Regions from separate parts of the Gossypium hirsutum genome. Here region 1 is linked to region 2. Evidence: chromatin contacts called from public Hi-C data. All regions are on one chromosome and are shown on one strand. Each heading gives the region's core, a stretch centred on a gene start, on an enhancer-like site or on the middle of the called end of the contact. The rest is flanking DNA. Distances are from core to core; before and after follow the strand shown. Region 1 holds the start of LOC107953007. Region 2 holds the start of LOC107953017 (transcription factor PHYTOCHROME INTERACTING FACTOR-LIKE 15).

The links. A called contact is a pair of places that touch in the nucleus more often than the background predicts.
Region 1: a Hi-C map of leaf shows a contact between it and region 2, with 1.7 times the contacts expected there. The contact joins the promoter of LOC107953007 here to the promoter of LOC107953017 in region 2. A contact is called at or near these places in 3 of 34 Hi-C or Micro-C datasets (anther, hypocotyl and leaf).

The regions. Positions count from the first base shown.
Region 1 is chrA07:28,358,803-28,362,423 of Gossypium_hirsutum_v2.1, forward strand. It overlaps LOC107953007, which reads left to right and starts at 1,948. Exons shown (of 2, transcript XM_041117900.1): 1 at 1,948-2,967; 2 at 3,117-3,430. The coding sequence starts at 2,238. The coding sequence ends at 3,202.
Region 2 is chrA07:28,221,387-28,225,622 of Gossypium_hirsutum_v2.1, forward strand. It overlaps LOC107953017 (transcription factor PHYTOCHROME INTERACTING FACTOR-LIKE 15), which reads left to right and starts at 2,299. Exons shown (of 7, transcript XM_041117898.1): 1 at 2,299-3,066; 2 at 3,163-3,880; 3 at 3,965-4,075; 4 at 4,186-4,236. The coding sequence starts at 3,035. LOC107953018 (meiosis-specific protein ASY3) reads left to right here. Exons shown (of 9, transcript XM_016888246.2): 8 at 1-27; 9 at 496-895. The coding sequence ends at 564.

The sequences.
Region 1 (3,621 bases), core at 698-3,197, 140 kb after region 2:
AGCACCATTTTTTTTTGGTGCCACCAATTAATGTAGAAATAAAAATTATAGAATAGATCTTTATATAGACCCAAAGTCTCATTTCCCTTGTTTTCTTAAACAATGTGCGATGTAAGATATGTGTATATATAGACTCATGAATAGGTTTGTAGCTTATTCCTATACAATGTGAGATTCCTTCCTCTTTTGACTAATAACATCAAATTAAAGGCTGCACTATATTTTATATTTTTTTACTTATAGACTTTAAATTTTTTTTACAAAAAGTTAACATTTGTTACATTATAAATAAAATTTTTAAACTCTATAAGTAAAAAAATTATAAAATATAAAATGAATATAGTAAATATTAAAAAATAAATATTTAAAAAATTACTAATAGTTGAGTGATCATTTTGTAAATTTTTATAATTCGATAGCCAAAAAATCATAGTTAAGTGACTACTAATGTAATTTAATCTAGATATAAAAATATGAAAAATAATTATTATATTTTATGCATATTATATATTTCCATAGAAAAACTTATTTAACATAATTATATACTATGTTTAAATAGATTATTTATATAGTCAAAATACATCTGAAATAAATTTATCAACATTCATTAGGTGATGAAAATTAAATTAAAATTAGAATTAAAAAATTAATGAGTATAGTAAAATATTAAAAAATAAATATATAAAAAAAGAGATATCAATTTTTTTAAAATTACAAAAAAATACTATTTGAGTACCAAATACTCACCATTTATTTATTAATCAAACATGCATAACATAAAATAAAATAAAATTTAAAAGTATAACTTCTAAATTGAAATAATAGAAAATTATTTTAAAAATTAGAATTGCATAGATATTAACTTCAAACATTTAAAATTGAATAGAAGATTATTGCATGTACAAGTTTCATATGTGTAATTTTTTTTAATAGTCCTTTTGTATATGCTAACAATTTTAAAATGCAACAAGTTTAAAGGATCTCAAAAGATAATTTTATAATATGAGAAAATATTAAAAAATATAAAAAATAGAATTTTTTTTGTAAAAAATTATAAAAGATAGTATAGCCTTTAATCTTATGTTGTTAGTTATAATAGGAATGAATCTCACATTGTCTAGAAACAAGTTGCAAACCTATTCATGGCTCTATATATACACACATCTCACATCCTATATTAGTTAAGAAAACAAGAGAAATGAGAGTTTATATAATTATTTATTTTGTAAATTTTATTTCCATATTAATTTGTAGCACCTTAAAATAAAAAATCTATTTTTTATAACAGCTTATCCTTGTAAATTTTTAAAAAATCATTTTTTATAATATTAAAAAAAAAAGAGTACGCCCATATCAACGTATTTTTACGGTTCAACACATTTTTTTTTTAAATTCTCTTAAAATAATTTCACGTGGATGTATTTTAAAATTTTTAACCCAATCCACCATTTTCATAAACAATGTTGGAAATGAGTTTTTGTTTTTTTGGGTAAAATAGTCATAAAGAAAAGCCTCATTTGTAAAAAAGAAAGTGAAAGTATAAATAAAGAAAAGGAATGGGCAAAAAGCAATGGCACAGTATAGTGTACAATGATTTCGAAACAGAGCTAGGTTATGGGAAATCGTGAGGGCAGGTTTCAATCTTTGGTACCTTGTTGACACGTAGTGAGTCGTGACTCGTGACCCGGTTATGAATGAAGTAGAGTGGTGTTAGCAGCAGGAAAAGAATTTGTGTGGAGCTACGTGTCCTTGAGCAGATCTCTACGTCATTTGGCTCAATATTGCCATGTGTAAATAACTTGTAATCATTTTTAATAATTATTCAAAAAAAAAAAGCCATATGGTCCGAAGCTTCTTACTTAACTAATTTGATTTAAAACCAAAATTACAATCCCAACCTTCTGCCAACTACCAAAAAGGAAGTAAGAGGAAGTGATTGAGCACCGAAATGGGTATCTCTGTAATTAAAGGCTTCAAATTTTCTGCGTATAAATTTGGTTGTTCAGAGTGAGGAGTGTGTTTATTTTACTTTTTATTATGAAATCAGAAATTGATGAATGATTCATAAAAAGCCCAAACGCCACACCTTGTTAAATAATGTATAGCCAGCCGGTCTTTTTGTTTTCTCTCTAATATATCACTTTGATAACAGAAAAAAGAAGAAGAAAAGCACACTTCAACTTCATCGTTCTTTTAGTTTCTTTTTCTTTCTTTTTTTCTTTTTGTTGTTGCGAAAGATGGCTTCAGATGAAAGTATGACGGTTGTTTCGTCCATGGTGGAAGATGACTATGACGATATTGATTTTGGGTTTGAGCATCAGGCCCATACATATAACTTGTCGAGGCTTTCCATGTGTACCAGTTCCATGTACACGAACGAGGATGATGATGATGATGATGATAATCTGGGGATGTATCTGTCGAGGTTGTCCTTTGATGCAGATGTTGATGAAGAGTTCCGTGGCAAAGAATTGCTTCAACTCTCTTCTGACTCCGACAAGGAACCTAGCTGCTACTCTCTTCCCGCCACCCCACCTCGCCGGAGGAACCGAAAAGCGGTGTTGTCTCAGGAGCTGACGGGAGTGGCGAAAGATTACGCAAGTGAAAATGAAGCTCAAAAGGGTGGTTTAAGAAGGTCAAAAGGGAACAACAAGTCGAGGAAGAGGAGGATTACTAGAGATAGATGGGAAGATAATGAGAGTAAAAGCTGCAGCAAGAAGAAAGATGGAGAATTAATTGCAAGTTACAGCAACCATAGTGGAAGTTTCAGTGGGGAAAGTGAAGGGGGTAGTGCGGGATTGGTGGTGATTACAAGGCCCAAAGGTGGGCAGAGGTCGCTGTGTATGGACTTGGAGGAAGTGAAGGCGTGTAGGGATCTTGGGTTAGAGTTGGAACATGAGCGTATGTTGGAGATGCCTAGTAGCGGTGGCAATTCTCCGATCGCCAACTGGCGTATCTCTAGCCCTGGTTAGTCAAAATTACCTTTAATTTGGACCTTTATGCTTTCTTTTCTAAACCTAACAGGAAACTTGGGAACTACTGATTGTTTGATTTATATAAAGGCTCTGCATAGCATTTTCAGTTCATCTGATGGGATGTTTACTCTGTAATTTTAGGTGATGACCCAAGAGATGTGAAGGCTCGGCTCAAGGTGTGGGCACAAGCTGTGGCACTTGCATCCACATCTAAACATTGCAGCTGACTAACTGCTGCGCTCGACTATCATCGTTGTTTCCATTAAAAAACCCTTTTCGATTTTAGTTTCTTGCTTCCTAAAAAACCAAGTTACACTTATGTACAGCTTTCCACTTGTAAATATAAACACTGTGGATTATGAAGCTAGATGGTAAGCTTAAGCTTAAGTTACACTTTGTAAGCAGCAAGACTGAAGGCTAAAGCATAATTTCAGTTTCGAGCAGTGTTTGTTGTATCAGTTCTCTGTTGTCATTCTTCAGTTTTGACTTGGATATGGTTTTAGGTACAGTGTTCCCAAAAATTGCTGTTGTGTTAGAAACAAAAAGAATTTGTTCTAAATGACCTCTATTCCAACCAAACAAATCGCAGTGCCCCCACTGTAAACAGAGTTAAGCTCAAAGGTAAGATCGGGGCAAACTTGAAAGC
Region 2 (4,236 bases), core at 1,049-3,548:
GAAAGAAGAATCACTTCTGTACATGAGGCACGTTTGTTGTTTCTGTTTATAATAACATAAAAAAAAAAGTTTAGCACTGGTTTTCCATAATTCAGGTATGGTCTGTGTAGTCCATTCACTATGCGGGGTATCTACTGGCCAAAATACTTGGTTGTGGAATATAGCCATACATCACAGTTAGCTGACCTTGGTGAGAAGGTTAGGTACATTACTTGGGGGCCACTAGACAGTGGAGTCATTTGGGCTTGAAATCTATGCTGTTGAGTATAATGCTTCTATCGAATTTGCTCGCTAAGTGCCTGCTTAAATAAGAAGCTTATTATATTTGACGAGAGTTTATACTGGGATACTGTTGCTACTTGCTTCCTCACCTTATGTGGAGTCCTCATACTTAAGATGGAGCTTATAGACTATATAAATTCTTGGATATAAATTAGAATTGAATGTTATCTATATAGGTTGATTAATACATTTTATCATCCTAACTTAATGCAGTCAGCAAGGGAAAAGATGCTCCAGCTGAAACATGTAATAGCCGAGTGCTTGAAAGACAGTAAATACTGAACCAAAAGAGGTCCGATGAGCAGACTTCCATTTGTCCCAGGAACTAAGAAGTCGACTTTGTAAATTTGACCGTCCTTAAAATTTTCCTGATACCTTGTCCATCTCTCAATTGTTCAATAGAACCTTATCTGTAATAGTGAACATATCATTTTGCTTTCCGAGTGGCCTGTAACTTGCATTTGCGGGAGCTTTGGCATTTATAACTATGGTGTTCCATTATTTAACTTACAATCATCCTCCTGTCCAGGGGCTGCTGTTGTTCATGATTTAAGCAACTACATCTACAATCACGGTGAGATATAAGTATTTGATTTTCTTTTTTTTTCCTCAATTCTATTTTCCTAGTGCACGCCCCCACCATATGCTGTTTGGTGTGATGTAACGAAATTGATTACCAATTATAACTTCCGGTCTTTTTCATTAGTGTTTAAACAATGTGGAGTCTTTGTTAGGTTGAGCACTATTACAAGAGACCCTGGCAGAAACTTTCTGGGGTTTCTAAGGCACACACGTCAGCCTTGAAATCGGAAGACTTAAAAATATTTCGGGCATATTCTACAGGAGATTAGATTAGGTTCTACATCTGACACTTCTTTAATGTCCGTTGAGTTGGGAACTTTCCTTATCATCATCATTATGGTGGCCTCGGCCCCTTCCTTAGAACCGTCGCTGTCCCCCTGGTTTTATTCAAGGACTGGTCACGGTTTTGTTTGGTCTACACTTGTTAAATCTTGCCTGGAAGTGGAAAATTTAATCCTAAAGGAAAGGAAAAAAATTATTTTTTTAAAGTTCAAAGACAAGGAAACATGGGCCACGTGAACCATTGGTGATCACGTGAAGTACACGCTTTCTTCTTTTTTCTTCTTCTCAGTGAAAGGATTTTGATACGAAATTCAAAGGTGGTGACTAACTGATAAATTGGGTTACATGTCGCCACTTGGCGGTGGCTCCACTTTGGACTGTGGCTAGTCCTGGTCCTGAACCCCCCAACCCACGTGAGTGTCTTAGATTCCATTATGGGCTCATACAAAATTTTGCCCACGTCTTACTCAGCTTACGAACTTTCATTTTTAGTTTCAAGATAATGAAAGATGATTCGTCACTATCCCCTTCATTGGCATGTTTGTTGTCGATTACCATGAACTTATAGTATGATTAATCAGATAATTTTAAAAATTCACTTCTCTTTTGAATTAAAAAATCACTCTTAATTCAATAAGAAAATATCATATAATTTCACAAAAGAAAACAATAAAATATCATATCATATTGTTTTAAAGTGTATGAATAATAGGATGTATAAACAAATACTAAATTAATTTTTATCATTTTTTTAATTTTAATAAACAAACAAATAAAATAAGAAAAATTCAAGGATTGGTTTACTTTTAAGATTGAAAAATGTTTTTTTGAAAAATTTAATAATGTTTATTATTACTATAAAAAAACGCTTTTGAAAAAGTATTATAATAAGATAAAAGAAATTCATTAAAAAACATTTTTTCAAAAATTAAAAAGTTTAATTTTTTATTTGAATTCAAATCTCAATTTAAAATCAAAATTTATTTTCTTGCTTAAAATTCCTATCTAAAGTTGGCCTGTAAATCGAAGGGGACTTTACGGCCAAATGAAATTAAAATGCTGTCTATCACCATAGCTTCTACCAGAAGACATGAAAGGACAAGATATTTAATTTATATTTATAATTTGAAAGCCAGTCAAATATCAGTACGTCACCATTCAAGAACATCTCTTTCTCTTCTATTTCGCTTCCGCTGCCTAATTTTTTTTTTTGGGGGGAGACTAAAGATGCTTCTATTCTGCCTAGGAACCGATCGAAAGAAATGGTCCAGCTCCCTTTACATTGAAGAAACTTCTCTTTTTCCAGGGAGTGAGTCATTAGTTAAAATACCACAATTTAATGGTCCCAAAAATCTCAAAAATGACGAATTATTTTTAGGAATATCTTCTCTTTGCTGGTGGGTCAATGAACTTGGCCTCCTTCTCCAGTGTGGATACCTAACCTCCACGCAACAACATATTTAAGATTAGACAGGCTTCAATTTTTTGTGGACGCCTCATTTTTCACCACAGGGTTCTTCCAAATCCCACCGTCTTATCAGTGTTGTGTAATAATTTTACAAAGAACCCACTATTTCTAGTGCTTGATTTGATTCCCATTTTCACTTTCATTCATTTCTAGGATTTCCAGCATCTTAGCAGGTAAGAGCCCCCTCTAAACATGTCTATGTGGGGTTTTCTCGTTGGTTGGGTAGTACAGAAAGACCATCTATATGATTTCTATTCAACTTTTTTCCCTTGTCCTTTATCACCACTGTTCTTCCTTTGGAAAGAGAAAAAAAGACTCCTGGTCATGAAAATGGAGATTAATTTGTTGGCAGAATCTCATTGTTGAGCATTATTGATGTAGGATAGGTAGGCTAGCTACATTCAGCTGCAAACACCAAGGATGACATCCGACTTGCCTAATGGACCTTTCATGTATGATTTTCTTTGTGATTCTTTTTTCCCAAGCTCTCTACTATTTTGTTATTTATGCATTGAATTTATTGATTGAAGTTTTTTCTAATAATGCAGGCGCGATCCTGATTTCATGGAGCTGGTATGGGAAAATGGTCAAGTTCTCATTCGAGGTTTATCGTCCAAGGTAACTCAAAAGAGTTTCCCGTTCTCATCGCGTTCTACTGCGAATGGATCAAAGGATGGGGGGGTTGCAGATTCCACCTTCGCCCATCCCATATCAGGTCTCTCCAGTCTCTCAAAACTGGATCGTCATGGCGTGGATGCTAATATTGTTCCAGTAAACAACTTCAATCGTTTAAAACCAAGCTACGTGCCCAATCAACTTGTAGAAGACGAGGTACCTTGCTCTTCCTTGCAGCAGTTTAAGGGATCAAAGGAGGAAAAAGATAGGGTGAACTTTTCCATCTTAAGATCAAACCATGCAAGCTCTGGTGCAATGCGCACTCCAGGATTAGCTGCAGGTGCTGAGGATTTACAAGGCAATAATGTCAGATCTGCGCCTCCAAGGAGTAGCAATATTCCCTTCGGAAATGAAGGTGATTTCATGGCGAAGCGAATGAGGCCAACGTTACCAGATTCTGAGCCTCTAAAAGAATCATTCCCTGACGAGCAATCCGAAGCTGTTCCAAATGCGAGATTAGCGCCGGATGATACAGCTTTTAAGGGAAATCCAGACCAAATGGTGGCATCGTCTTCATTATGTTCCCGTGGGGCTTCAAATTGTCCCACGTACACTTTGAAAAGGAGATATGAAGACACTGATCTCAGTAAAGTATGTATTATCTTGTCCATAAGAAAATATAAAATATTACAGTGAACTTAATTCTAATTCAAAGGATGTCAATATGTGGTGCAGAATACAACAATGGAAGAAGCCGAAGGAACAACAAAAGCAGCGCCAGTTCCACGGGGAAGCAAAGGTGCTAAGAGAAAGAGAAAAACAGAAGTTCACAACCTATCTGAACGGGTAAGATCAGTAGCAGGCAACCACGAAAAATTAACTAATATTTTGAAAAGTAAAAAAGGGAAAAAAAACGAAATCTGATAAGCTCTTGGGTATCTTATGCTTATATGTAGAGGCGAAGAGATAAAATCAACAAGAAGATGCGTGCATTGAAAGAGCTTATA